Regions from separate parts of the Mus musculus genome. Here region 2 is linked to region 1. Evidence: chromatin contacts called from public Hi-C data. All regions are on one chromosome and are shown on one strand. The core of a region is the stretch at or near the end of the contact, and the rest is flanking DNA. Distances in the headings are between cores, read along the strand shown.

Region 1 (7,064 bases), core at 4,052-6,551:
GTAAATTTCCGCCTTCAATCCGACCATCTGGATCTAAATTAAGGTACCCTACTTTGAACATGGGTGTGCACACCATCTGGCTACCCAAAAGCGGCAATTACTTCAGGTAAATGAACATTTTGCCTAATTCTAAGCAAGTGTATTCTCCTGTAAGAGACGATGGCATAAATACACATCCCTTTTATCTGCCTGATGCACATGTACTTGGGAAAAAAGTATGTGTTCTGACTAAAGGTGATAATTTATTGTATGTGTATAAACATCTCAATTTTAGGATAACTTGCTACTTCCAGTATTCAACAAGTGATGGGCTTTCTCCTAGCCAACTGAATAAATAAAAATGGAAGATTTGCCTGTGATTAAGGAATCGTGGGCTTCACTGAGAAGTTTGTCTACCGTATGGGGAAACACAGTCTTCCCCAGAGGACAGACTTGAGCACTCTCCAGCATGTAGTGGAGGATAAAAACTTCCAGGGGTCAAAGGATGCATCATAGAACATAGTCTAATCTCTCTTTGCCAAAGATCTTTCTTACTGCTAAATAGGTTGGTACACACCTAGAAATCCACCACTCGGTAGTCTAAGGCAGGCAGCTCATGAAGTACAATCTAGGCATGAGACTCTTTCTCAAGAAAACAAATGCAAAAGACAATTCTTCTATAGGGTCTCTGAGAAATGGGACTAAACTAAGAATGATCAGTTAGTAGCTACTGCTTCCACAGGGCTAACCAAAGCAAAGGAAACTGTGGGGTGGCTCTTGTAAGCATTTCTAGTTACTCAGTGTAACCACTCTGGGCAGATTAAGTATTTGTTCTCACTACAGAAATCATCCTATAATTAAATTGGCAAAAATAATGATTAACTAAAGATCAAGATCTGTAATCATTAATCAAATGAAAATTCTGAGTTTGTATCCATGTCCTTTTAGAAAATGGGTTTTTCAATGCCAATTTATGTTGAAATTTTAGGACAAAAATCAGACAATAATAGGCTATCTTCGGCTAAGTTCCTAATATTGGTCAGCATTAAAATCCTCTAAGTAGCTACAGTAACAAAAACAACAAAAGTTGATATATAGAATGTTGATATAGTTGTGAAATTATTATACTTATAAAATTTAATAAAAATATTAATTTTTCTCTATATACTCCAGACATAACAGTCAATAAATTATAACATTCACTTGGCTATTGGGGTTGGAAGACATAAACTTTCTCTAAGATTGTATTTAGAAATAAACCCATCCTGATATCTCGCAAACATTGAACCTTGCATTTCTTCTGGATAGCACATGTTCATCACGTGCTGGAAGGTTAAACTTCCAGCTAAAGTATTTACATCTCTAGGGAAAACTGAAGGAGAGAGTCTGAATACAAATATGGACTGTGGGCACAAGAAATCCGTTACAGGGCAAGTGGAAACATCTGGTCGTTTTTAGAGTCCTCTTAATTTGAAAGCACTGACCAAAACAAGCTGAGTTCTGCCAAATACATCTTGGCATGGTTTAAGAAAAAGAAGAAAAAGAAGAAAAAAAGAAAACAGGATTTAAGAGGGAGTATTTTTCTCACAACAGTAAGATTTATGGGTGACGATGTAAAACTTCCTCTATTGACATTTTGACATGACGAACCTGTTTCCAAGCACAGTATGCAAACCTACCTCTTGTGCCTTTTCTGCATGTTTTATATAATTTGGGGGCTTAAAAATATTTTTTTAATCTGTGTTAGAGAAAGTGGTGGCAAAGGGTTTAAATTATCCATACACAGTCTTGGGTGTTAGGAAATGAATGAGTTATGTATTAGCTCACAGGAAGCTGTATCTATCACACTACTACTAACACATGGAGGGGTCGTGTGAGGTGACTTCACAGCCACTCAATAAATAATAAAACTTTTGTCCACTTCCACACTACAATGAGATTTTTTCCCAGTCTCTGCCACAATCACTGTTTCTGAGAGTCTCTAAGTACCTTGAGCTGTGGTGCAGGGCTGGGCAAGCCAAAGTTCAAGTTCCCATTCTCTGACAACAGTCTGTTGACCTCAGGTGCCCTGGGCTGCTCTGAGCCTTAGCTTCCTGCTGTTAAGGGACTCAGTGTCAAAGGAAGCTCTACCTCTTACTAATCATCATGCTACCTATAGGTGATGGTTTCATTTATGACTTCAATCTGGTTGTTTGTCTGCCTTATAGTCATTTAATTAAGCGAAGTTATTTTAAATGCAATGAAAACAAAATTCATTCATTCATTCATTCATTCATTCATACATTCATTCAACCGGCTTACTACCGCAGGACACGCACTTGAACTTTGAAGCGCTCTAAGGCAGGCTTGGTTTTGGGTGATGTGCTTTTCAAGACCATATTAATCGATCCTATAATGGAGAGAGTAATACTATTATTATCACTGAGTTAGAATTTAATATATGAGCTCTGGGGCCAAATTATCTGGGTCTCACTTGGGGATCTATGTCAAATGATGACTTTCCAGAGCTTCTATTTTCCCACCTGTAACATAGAGTGGTGCCGGCTGCATGAACCCCATAAGGACCAAGTAGAATGTAGTTCACCAGAAGTGGGCGAGCAGTCAGGACTAGAAGCACCTATCAATCATGGGCTAGAATCATCAACTTCGACCCTTTCCTCAAACTTTCACAACTATCAGAACTGTGGCGCAACCTGGACACAGAATTGTTGGTTCTGAAGTCCCAGTCTTTCAAAAAGCAACTAGGAGGCAGTCCAAATCTAACTCAGCAAAGGCATTGGAGACTAACTGCAAGCTTTCCCTCCCTTCTGGGTGTAGTCACTTCTGTTGGTAGCAGCTGAGGAATCAAATGGAGCCAGGAACTCTCAGGAGAGATCAAAGTGCCTCAGAGGTCCCTCTCTCTGATTCTGATCATCGCAACCACCACTCCAGCCCCCAGCCCCCAGCCCCTGCCCCTGCCCCTGCCAACCTTTCCTTGCAAGTTCTCTTTGTGCTCAAAATCTCAGCTTGCAATTTGGGAAAACTTTACAAAGCCAAAGCCGGGGCTTGTTCTGAATCTCCCATAGTCAAGGGAGGTGGGCTTGTGAAGGGGAGGGGGCGTGTCTGACTTCACCTGAGAGCTGGGTTACTCTGTTTCCTGCTCTTTGGTTATCAACTATTTCCCTCCACTGTAACCTGAGAAGTTGTTTTCTACATTTATCATCCTTTACGAACTGAACTGCAACCTTTAGAGAAACAAGCAAAAGCCCAAATGCCTGGCTTCATTACCAGTCTATAAGAGAAAGGTCCGACCTAGAGGAAAAGCAGTATTCATCTTTTGGCATTGCTGAGTTTGTGAACATAGCAAACGGTGAGAGGCCAGGCATCAGAGAGACCCCTATGGTTCGAGAGGACCATCCCACCTCACCTTGGCTTCCTTCCCTAACCCCGGGCTCCTGGATATTAGAAGCCAACTGGGTCCCGGAGGTCACCGGCGCTCACTCAGCAGTGCGAGCCGCCTGGCGGGGTGGGGCAGCACAGGGCACCGCCTCCCTCCATACCTTCTCTCCCCGTGGATCACGTAGGAGCTGCGGAAGAAGCCCAAAAGCTCGTTCTCTATCAGGGCATTGTAGATAATCTTCAGATTGTAATGCCTCTGCGCGTCCAGGGTTCTGTTCAATACCACCACCAAGACCTGCGTTTGTGGGTAGAGGAAAAAGCCTGCAACCGGGACAGCCCCGAACGCCCTGTCTTCAGCTACTTGCACCTTCTCCACCGCCACTCGGGAGGCGTGCAGTACCACGTAGCGGGTGGCGTTCCGGCACGCGATCTCCACGTTGACCTCCCCAGAGAAGGTGAAGTTCTCCATGAAAGCGGTGAGCATCAAATTGTAGTGCAGCGGCTTGAGGTGGCCGGATAGGCGCAGCTGTGTCCAGGGCTGCCACTGCTCCCGCTCTTCCTCCGACGGCGGCTGGGCAGACGGGGTCCCCGGGGTGCCCACCTCGCCGCTCTCACGCTGAGAGGATTCCCCACCCGCGTGGTGGTTGCGCCGGGCAGAACCTGGAAAGCTGCTGTTGCTGTCGCGCTCGGGGAAACCCCCGAGGCCACCGTCGGTGCCAGGCATCGCCGCGCTCGCTCCACACTCGTCGAATCGCAAGCTGAGCAGGACGGCCAGCATGGTGACAGCCAGCAGTGCCACGATGGACACGGCAAAGGCCAGCACAAGCCTCTTGTGCACTGCGATGTGGCGCTCCGTGGTGCGGGGTCTCACTCCCACCGAGTCAGCCCACGGGTCCGAGAGCCCCCTGCCGCTTGCCCGGAGCGCGGCGTCGTCTTCTCCCATGGTGGCCGCAAAGGGTGAACTGCTCTTCTCTGCCCCCTCCTCCTCCTTCTTCTTCCTCTTCTTTTTCTTCTTCTTCTTTTTCTTCTCCTCCTCTTGCTCCCCCCTCTCGCCGTCCAGGGCCATCACACCGCCTCCTCCTCTTCCCCCGCCCCCTCCGACACCCCTAGCGGGCGGGCCACCCGGGCCACCTCCAGCGCAGTCATTGGAGACCGCACGCGGGCGGAGGGCGCGACGCCGGCTGGGACCCTAGGGAGGCCAGCTCAGATTCTCTCAAGACAGACTCTGGAGGCTAGTGACGACCGAGACGACCCCCATCAGCCCCGCCTCTCTCCAGACAACAGCTGCGGATAGCCGGGCAACCAGCTCTGGGACGCGCCCCAACTTGGGAAGCGTGTCGCTCGCCGGGTGCGCGCTACTCGTCGGGCCAGCACCGGGCGCCCGGGCACACGCCGCCCCCGCCCCTGTGCGCCTGCGGCTCGCCTGTCCTCCCGGGCGCCGCACTCTACCAGGGTGGCGGCGGCGGTTGCTCTCTCCTCGGCTCGGCCAAGAGGACAGAGAGCGCTGGGGAGAGCGACTGAGTCGGGGGACAAGTTAGGGCTTCACCAGCCCCCCGCACTCTGGCAGCGTTGTTCCGTCTTCTGGGTGGGATGTGCTCGCCAAAACAGTTGCGGCGGTGGCAGCGGCGGCAGCCCGGAAGGCGCTGGAGCCTTCCACCCCGCAGTGGAAGAGGAGAGGATGGACCAGAGGACCGAGGAAAGGACTGGAGTAAGCTAGCCGGAGGAAGTCCCACGGCCGCGGAGCATCCGTCCTGAAGAAGCCTTCTCCACCCTGGACACTTTAAGCAGTGGTGGCGGTAAAAGGCGTGAGGTTGCGGACTGGGCAGCAAGCCTCCCGCGTTCCGATGATGCTCTGCCCTCCAGAGAAGACAAGTGAAGAAGTGTCCGGTCGGGGTGTCCACTTCAGGTAGATGAAGGTCTGAGCCGCGTCCCCGGGGGAAGAACTGAAGTGCGTGCGTGTGTGCCAACGCGTGTGCATGTGTGTGCGCGTGTGTGCGCGCGTGTGCGTGTATGTGTGTGTGTACACGGGCTCCGGGTGTAGATTTTGCCAAGGGTACTCCAGCTGCATTCAGGGACTGAAACTCCCGGAGAAACGGGAAGCAGAGAGAGGGAGCAAGCGAGGAGGAAGGGAAGGCAGGAGGGAGGAGAGAGGTTTAGCGACAGAGGCAGGCACTGGGAGATTAGAGAGAGCTTTTCTCCGCTCTGTCACACCAGACACCCACAGCCACAGAGGGGGTTGCTGAGCTGCCTGCAAGAGTACATTGTAAATCTTCGGCGCAACAAGCCCCGCAGTCACCCCTCTTCCGACTCCTTAGCCCTACTGCGGATTCCCCAGAGGGACCACTGGAGCCTTGGGCTATTAGCATCAAGAGCAAAGGCAGAGCCTGCTGGGGAGGCAGTGTCAGATCACACATCAAGCTCGCCAGAGGATTTAGAGGACTGTATGTAAATTGAAATAAATTCTCCAAAGCCTGGCTGCATATATTACACCAGTGTAGTGAAGCTAGGTGTGCAGTCAGAAATAATGGCTAGCAATGAACTAGTAGAGTCCTCCTCCGTAAGTAAAGACTAAAGACAAGAGAAGGATTCCCCATAGAACGCATTTTATTCTGAGATTGGGGAAAGCATTACAACATGATGCCCACAATACAATATTCAGAAACGAATGGAAGGAAAACTGAGGGTGGAGGCCCCATGACTTTGGATATTAGTAGGACAGTGTATCAATCCATACTCACGTGACTTGTCAGCGTCTTACTTCACCTAGGCACAATTCTTCTTTGCAACTCCCCTGTATCATCATGAAAAGTGTTTAAACTTCATTAGAACAGTTATGAACCCCCAGTGTACGCTAACAGCAAGAATCATCAAAGCACAGGACATATATAGCCTGCTGGCCGCCTTTGGACTCTCAGGAGTTTGTTGGAGTTCTCTCCACTAGAGTAGAGGGGGTGTGCTATCGAAACTTCAAAATGTGCTGATAGAGTTGTAACTAAAACAATGCTTAGAAAGACAGCCGCCTCGAAGGCGACAAAGAGTTAATGACTGGCTCAGTCAATTTAAAAAAAAATGAAGAAATGTCTCTTTACATGTTTCTTTTGTTTGTTTAAATCCAGATTGCATTTAAGAAATCATCACCATCATTATTTTCCAGAGAGAGAGAGAGAGAGAGAGAGAGAGAGAGAGAGAGAGAGAGAGAAAGAGAGAGACTATTAGCTTTGGGGTAGTGAAAAATAGGCTTAAAATGATATTGTTAAAGCCTGGCCAATAAGAGGAGCTCAGTTACACAACATCAACTTTAAACTGGGAGTCTTGCTTGCAGAAGTTCTTTTCCCTTCATCCCTAGCTAGGGTACTTGCTCAATACCATGCTTTCTAAATGTCCACTTGCATCATCATAAATAAGGAAGATGGGTGCCAGGGTGGGTATTTTTAAGCATGTTGTATGTGGGCCGCCAGCAACAGACCAGGGGAAATGCCACATTCTGTCCCAGTTACTTTTTTCTGCTCTGTTTTGAACCATCTTTGTTCTTGCTTTTTTTTTTTTTTTTTTTTTTTTTTCATATGGGTCTGGCTATGTGCATTTTAGGAGCTGAGAGCTGAGGGGTTAGATTGTTTCCCCAAAGTTAGGAAATACGGTTTAGCAAGGCAAAAGAGCACCTGAGACTCCAAGAGTACACCATATTCTTTAGTACTTCAGGGCTCTGG
Region 2 (7,314 bases), core at 3,363-5,862, 89 kb after region 1:
AGAGATGCAAAGTACAAAACACATGAAACTCAAAAAGAACGAAGACCAAAGTGTGGACACTTTACCCCTTCTTAGAATTGGGAACAAAACACCCATGGAAGGAGTTACAGAGACAAAGTTTGGAGCTGAGACAAAAGGATGGACCATCTAGAGACTGCCATATCCAGGGATCCATCCCATAATCAGCCTCCAAACGCTGACACCATTGCATACACTAGCAAGATTTTGCTGAAAGGACCCTGATATAGCTGTCTCTTGTGAGACTAGGCCGGGGCAGCAAACACATAAGTGGATGCTCACAATTCAGCTATTAGATGGATCACAGGGCCCCCAATGAAGGAGCTAGTGAAAGTATCCAAGGAGCTAAAGAGATCTGCAACCCTGTAGGTGCAACAACAGTATGAACTAACCAGTACCCCGGAGCTCTTGACTCTAGCTGCATATGTATCAAAAGATGGCCTAGTCGGCCATCACTGGAAAGAGAGGCCCATTGGACATGCAAACTTTATATGCCCCAGTACAGGGGAACACCAGGGCCAAAAAGGGGGAGTGGGTGGGTAGGGGAGTGTGTGTGGGGGGGTTAATGGGGGACTTTTGGGATAGCATTGGAAACGTAAATGATGAAAATACCTAATAAAAAATATTTAAAAAAAAAGATTGAGAGATGCAAAGTAAAATGGGAAGAGACTTTAGCACAGAGGGCATTTACCATCTGAGGGAGGAGCTCACTAAGGCACCCTTGAACGAGTTACAGTGTCTCTCAACTTCAGTTGCATCTCTTTTTTTAAAGTGGTTGAAAGCAATGTCAATTATTGTGAAATTGTAACAAAATTCCCTGTGTTGTTTAAGAGGTGTGTGTAATTTTCTTCAAAACTGGCAATCTGTAGCGCTTTGAGAGTCCAGAATAAGTCACAGCCCAGCCAATAAGAATATACCCTACTTGCTAGAATTAAAATTTGTATTCAAACTGCAAATTGTTTGATCAGCGACTATATTGCACTGACAACAAGTGTTTCTGGATCTAGAGGAAGTGGCTGTCCACTTTCTTGGCCACATCTCCTAAGATGAAAGCATTAAGGTGCTCTTCATGGCTGAAGTATCACACAACATCTTAAATATCTGTTTATTATACATTGGAACAATTTTTAGACACTGGGGGTTTTAATCAGGTTTTTTAAATAGGTTATTAATTGAAATGGGATTACACCACTTTACCAACATCCTTTCCTCCCTACAGTCCTTACAGCTACCCTACTTCAAACCCCTCCTCTGTCCCCACTCAAGGTGTCTCTTTTTTATTTATTATTATTTTTACATGTATGTATGTATGTATGTATGTATGTATATACACAAATATATATATGTGTGTGTGTGTGTGTGTGTGTGTGTGTGTGTGTGTGTGTGTGTAACATGCTGAGTCTATTTTTGTTGTTTGTGTGTATGTAGTTGAAAGGCTGACCACTATGCATTGGACATAATCAGGGGTCACAATTTTCAACAGATAAGTTCTTCTAGGACTATGATCTTCTACTCTTTCATTTTCTGTAGGGTTTCAGTGTTACTGAAATATCTATCAGTCAAAGCATTCAGGGCAAACATTATTACAAACTCAAAAACATCATCTTATAAAAGTCTAGGATCCTTGTTTTATAAAGAAAGGAGTTGAAAAGACAAAGAACCTGGAGGCAAAGGCCTGAGGATGGTCATGCCTTCGGGCAGATGCCAACAGAAGTGAGCTGCAGGAATAAAGTAAGAACCTGGAGGCAAAGGCCTAGGGTTGCTGAGCCTTTAGGGCAGACATCAAGAGAGACATGAAGTGTAAGGTTAAGGGGAGTTTGGGATTATACTGCTATCAGATTCTTAGGACTCATGACTAGAGGTTTCCTGGGAGAAGGCTGATCTCAGATTTAGTTCTGAAGTGGGGTTTCAGGCTTCATGGCATAGTGAACTGCTGACTTCAACAAGCTTATGTCTGCTGCCTCTATCTTCTCTTAGAGCAAGAGTCAGGACAAGAGACTGTTGTGATAGAACATGTAGACATTAGTGTCTCTCCTATTTCAGATCCCAGGGACACGATAAGCTTTTGGAGAGACAACAAGCTATATGGTAAAAGAGAAATTGGAAGAAAATAAGAAACGCTGGTCCTTAACTGGCAAACAAAGCTGTCTCTTAAATGAGGAAGGGGAAAAAAGACCCCCTTGTCCATGGTATTCATCTGAAGGACTATCTCCTATTAAGTGTATAGGGGGCTGTTTTGCCCTATATGTACTAGATATATATGTATACGTGTATATGCAATATTATATATGTATATGATATAATGAATCATATATATTATATGTGTATATGATATATCATATGTATATAGAAAATGTCATATATTATATATGTATGTAATGTGTCTTACACACATATGTGGATAAATGTAGTATATTAACATATATTATATGTGCATGTATGTAATATAATAGGATTTACAGATTATGCATGTCTCAGGAAAAAGTATGAGTTTGAAATAGCAAAAGAAGGAAAAGAGAAAGATGGAGGTGAGGCAAGAAAATTGATGCCAATTTTCCCTTAAAGTAATCTCTACCTTTATTTGTCTTTATCTATACTATACAGAAGACATACAGTAGTAAGTTTATTGCCCACAGCACTTCAAATCATATCTAAGCATACAAACAAATTTAGATATTTTTTTGTACAATGAGGAAATGTCTTAAAGTTTATATCTCTTCTGGCTAGTAGAATCCCATTCTGATACTCCTCTTAATTGTTGAGTTAAATGAAATCTTTGACATATATTGCCTTTATATTTATAGAAGGGTCATGATTTTCCCCTTTAAAAATACTACCCTTGGCCTATGTACATAGCTCACTTTTGTGCCACTTTCCTGAATGCACAAGGTCATAGGTTCAATTCCCAAAATGACCCATAAAAAAAAAGCCTAACTAAATTGGTGGTATGTATATTATGTATGTATATGTGCATATATATATATATACATATATATATATATATATATATATATATATATATATATATATATATAAAATCTCCCCCAAAAAAGCCTACCGAAATTGGTGGTATATATACATACATATATAGCATGAGGGATCTGTAACCATCAGAATTTTTAACTATAAACCAGCCTGATGTGAAGCTATAGCTCACAAAAAAAAACTAAACATTTTTTAAAATAAATATTAAATGTTATTTGGTCAATATTATTTCTGTGTTTATTTACCATGCCCTCACTTACTCTTTCTTATCTTTTCACTTACTTAATCTCTAATGTAACATATTGAACATAGTTGAAACACATGGAAAACAGGGGACCACTCAAAGTTATGTCATGTTGTTATGTCGTGCCTTCTGAGAAGAGTGTTTCAAAAACTTTTATATAGGCCAAAGATACATATACCCTTAAAATTTATAATTGATATTTAACAATAAATATCTTTAAAATAAATAAATAAATAAAATCTTTAACAAGATCTTACAAATTCTATATTTAAAATATTAGTTTAAATTTTACATAATAAACCTGTTTTAATCGCCTAGAAAAACCTTCCTTTATACACATTATAAATGTCCTTAGAAGAGTCATATTTCTTTGTTTTTAATAACTCAGACGTGTTGGCGTGCTTTAATCTAAACATTTGGAAAATGGAGATCTGTGAATTTGAGGGCAGCCTGGTTTGCATAGTGAGTTTCAGACCAATCATGGGGTTACACAGTTAGACCCTGTCTCAAAAGAGGAAAAAAGAAAGAAAGAAAGAGAGAGAGAGAGAGAGAGAGAGGCAGGGAGGGAGGGAGGGAGGGAGAGAGAGAGAGAGAGAGAGAGAGGGAGAGAGAGAGAAAGAAAATGAAAGATGTAACCATGCCCATGTTGCTATCTTGAACATTTTTATTCTGGCTTTCTTAACTAATGACTCAGTGTCAATGACCTTTAAGCCTCATGGAGGATTTAATCCATACTTGCATACGTGCTCCAGAAAGCACACGGACAAGCTGAGATCAATTTGGGCAAATATGCACTGTCCTTGTAAGCCATAATTATTTGAAAGTCAGTTAATTCCGCAATACAGTGAGAAGTAGGCACTTTAACCTTTGGCAAAAGTAACTTGCCTCCACGTCTCACCAAGGTGAATCTCGACCCGATATATCTTAGCAGAATAAATACATTTGGCCCTTTCTTAATATAGCAAGATGCAAAGGGAAATCAGATAGAAGAAGTGAATAACCTATTACATCCGATGGTCCAAAGTCATATCTTTTTTTTTTCAACAGTAAAGACAAATTAATTTTGTCTCTTGCCTTGGCATTTATGAATGCTAATTTAATCACAAAACTTTAGACTTCCTGTGAGAGAACTCAAAGCCACATTGTGAACATGATTTTCACATAAGCTTTGTTCCTTTCTCCAAAATTAGAAAGTAAAATAAAAAAAAAAAATCCATGCCTGTATTAGACCTTGGGCAAAATTAGCATAGCCCTGCCATCTCCTGTTAGTTGATTCAGTACTCTGGGGAATCGTGTCACCATCTGGACCGGAGTGCATATGGTCAGAGGGAGGCCTGAGAGAGTGTCCTCAAGAAGACCCAAGCTGACTGAGCCACCTGTTATCAGGATAAGTGAGGGCAAAATACATAGTCGCACTCGCCACCGTCTGTCCCTCATCTCCAGAAAGCCAGTCCTTTCACATCAAGGCACGGCTTTAAGGGCAGAAGATTGACTCCGTGGAACTGAGATTGTGAGTCTTCCCAACAGAACAAAGTAGAGGATAGTCTATTATGCGCAGTAAACAACAAAGTCAGTCTGGGGATGTCAGGAAGGTAGAGGTTGCTGGCTTGGAGATGCAGGAAGGCGAGCATTATTCAGATCACAGATGCTCAGAAAAACCAGAAAGTGCAGTAGCTGTAAACAAGGTGAGGGATGCAGGATCTAAGCAGAGATGCTCATTTATGACCCATGTGGCAAAATATGGGACAACAGAGTGGGCAACAGAAGGGATTTTGATGGCCAGTGACCGATGAGAGGCTGTGCTCCTCTATGCCTCCCGAGGAGCAGACATCAAAAAGACAAAAATTATTGGTATCCAAAGATCTCCGGACACCTTTCCCCAGAGTTATCCACGAAGAAACCGGTGTGATCTCAAAAGGAAGCAGGAAAAATTTGAGGACCTACTGTTGGGGAGGTGAGTACCCCAAATAGCAAAACACAGGCATTAGGCATTGATGTGAACTCACAAAATCCCAGTCTCTCAACAGTACTGAAATTGCAGTCAGTCTCTGCAGACATAAACTCCTTCCAGGAGATTTTGTTGACAGACAGGCACAGCTTCTTTTAGGAATTCTCTTGTTCACAAGGGTAGCACAAACATTTCACCAGAATAATTATGACTCTGTTTTTGTGTTGAGGTTTTACTTTCATAATCACGTTCATAAATATTGAATTCTTACTATATATTAAAATGACTGTCCTTCCTTTTTTTCCTCCGTATATCAATACTTGGGGTCTTAGATTGACCCACTGACTAAATTGGGTATCCCAAAATCACACTCAATCAATCATCATCCTGACTTCATACTGACACTTGGGGCTACCTCATCAGAAGGACGAGGGATAAGAACAGGGGGTAGGAGTTGGCTGGGCAGTTTACGGTAAAGACACCCCTCCCTGCAAAGAAGTAACCAATCTCTCTCTCTCTCTCCCTTTTTTTACTAGAAGTCAGAAATATCCTTGGGGTTCCTGACAGCTCCATCTTTTCCTGAAGCCAAAAAAACATGCCAAAAGTGCTTTGGGAACTCTGCCCTCTGGCTTCATTCCTAAATTATTCTAGAACCTTTAGAGAGACACAGTGTTTAAATAGTAATGAGGACTTGTTAAGAGGAAAACCCCTTTTGATGAAGAAAATAGAGTCCCTGGCCTGGGAGCAGAGCTATTTCCAATGAAGCCAAGTCAGTCTCCTGGCCAGCAACCCACACCTAGGAAGGGAGGCTTATCTTAAAGCACTCTACTGAAACAGATGAAATAATTCTTTGTACTTTGGGCCCAACTCAGGTATTAAGTCAACTATTTCTAAACAAGTACCCCTAGAGTGCACATTGACATTTGGTGCCTAAGTTTGCCCCTCAAGACATGGTTCAATTCAAGTCATAAGACATTCAACTGTGGCCTTTTGACTGTCTGTGAGTGCTTATGCTTTCTTGGTTTGCCTAAAGTCATATTCAACTATCAGGTGGCACAAGACCGAAAAATAGAATAAGCACTTTTGATCTAAACTAATGTGACTGGGCCTTATGTAAGAACCTGGCTGTCCTTTTCCCATTTTCTATATGGACATGGTCTTCAGCTATAATAGGCAATCTTATGAGGGAGACAGGCTTTTAAAAATTCTCAAAAGGATCAAATACAAGCATATGTCCGAGAGAAAGATAAAATATCACCACAAGTAAAATGTAGAGATTTATTGGTGTGCTTTAGCAAGCTGTAATAGAAAACGCTGAGAACCTGAGAGTATATCACTAACAGAGACAGGGTAGAAGTCTTATTTCCATCACACTCTGTTCAATAAATCAAGTGGCCCCAACTGCCTTCAGCAAGTTTCTTTATTCTCCATGAGTTGCTGTCAATTGTCAAGCTCAGTTTATCACATGTAAAATAGTGTCTTATAGGCATGTTTGCTATACATAAAAACACTAGTCAACATGTAACTTTCACTTACTTATTTATTTATTTATTTATTTATTTATTTATTTATTTATTTTGGTTGAGAGGATTGAACCCAGAACCTAACGAAGGCTTAGCAATAGTTGTATGGCTGAGCTCCCTCTCCACCCTCCCGCCTGGCACCACTTTATTTCAAAATGAAATAAGTATGTACAAGGCAATATAGTTATGTGATTTTTAAAAAAAAAAAAACTTGGCTTTGATAGTGATGAAATAATTATAAGAAGGCAATCAAATGAGCTGCAAACACGAATAATGGTGACCCTTAGTTATGTCTAATGTTGAAAGATCAGAACTCTCCAAACTTGGTAGCAGAGGCATGACCAGTAAATAAAGTTTGGGGTATTGTCTTAGGATTTCCATTGCTGTGAAGAGACACCCATGACCAGGGCAACTCTTTTTTTTTTAAGACTTATATTTTATGTATGTAAATACACTGATGCTCTTCTCAGGCACACCAGAAGGGGGTCATCAGATCCCATTACAGGTGGTTGTGAGCCAACATGTGGGTGCTGGGAATTGAACTCAGGTCCTCTGGAACAGCAGTCAGTGCTCTTAACTGCTGAGCCATCTCTCTA

What was found. Hi-C and Micro-C count contacts between places; a contact is called where the count stands out from the background.
Region 2: a Hi-C map of cerebellum shows a contact between it and region 1, with 2.5 times the contacts expected there. The contact joins the enhancer-like site here to the promoter of Trhde in region 1. A contact is called at or near these places in 6 of 484 Hi-C or Micro-C datasets (brain, cerebellar granule neurons, cerebellum and 1 more) and 1 of 9 other capture datasets (adipose tissue).

Annotation. Positions count from the first base shown.
Region 1 is chr10:114,797,001-114,804,064 of GRCm38.p6, forward strand. It overlaps Trhde (TRH-degrading enzyme), which reads right to left and starts at 5,302. Exons shown (of 19, transcript NM_146241.3): 1 at 3,519-5,302. The coding sequence starts at 4,423. It overlaps Gm15723 (predicted gene 15723), which reads left to right and starts at 4,726. Exons shown (of 2, transcript NR_155864.1): 1 at 4,726-5,263.
Region 2 is chr10:114,886,304-114,893,617 of GRCm38.p6, forward strand. The region is part of intron 2 of Gm40767 (a long non-coding RNA gene); the gene reads right to left. Among named protein-coding and RNA genes, the nearest start is that of Gm31182, 14 kb to the left of the region's middle. Within about 2 kb of position 4,613, at least 5 of the 459 cell types and tissues checked have an H3K27ac peak or open chromatin away from gene starts, as enhancers often do. A contact at or near this core is called in cerebellar granule neurons and cerebellum, where this site is marked.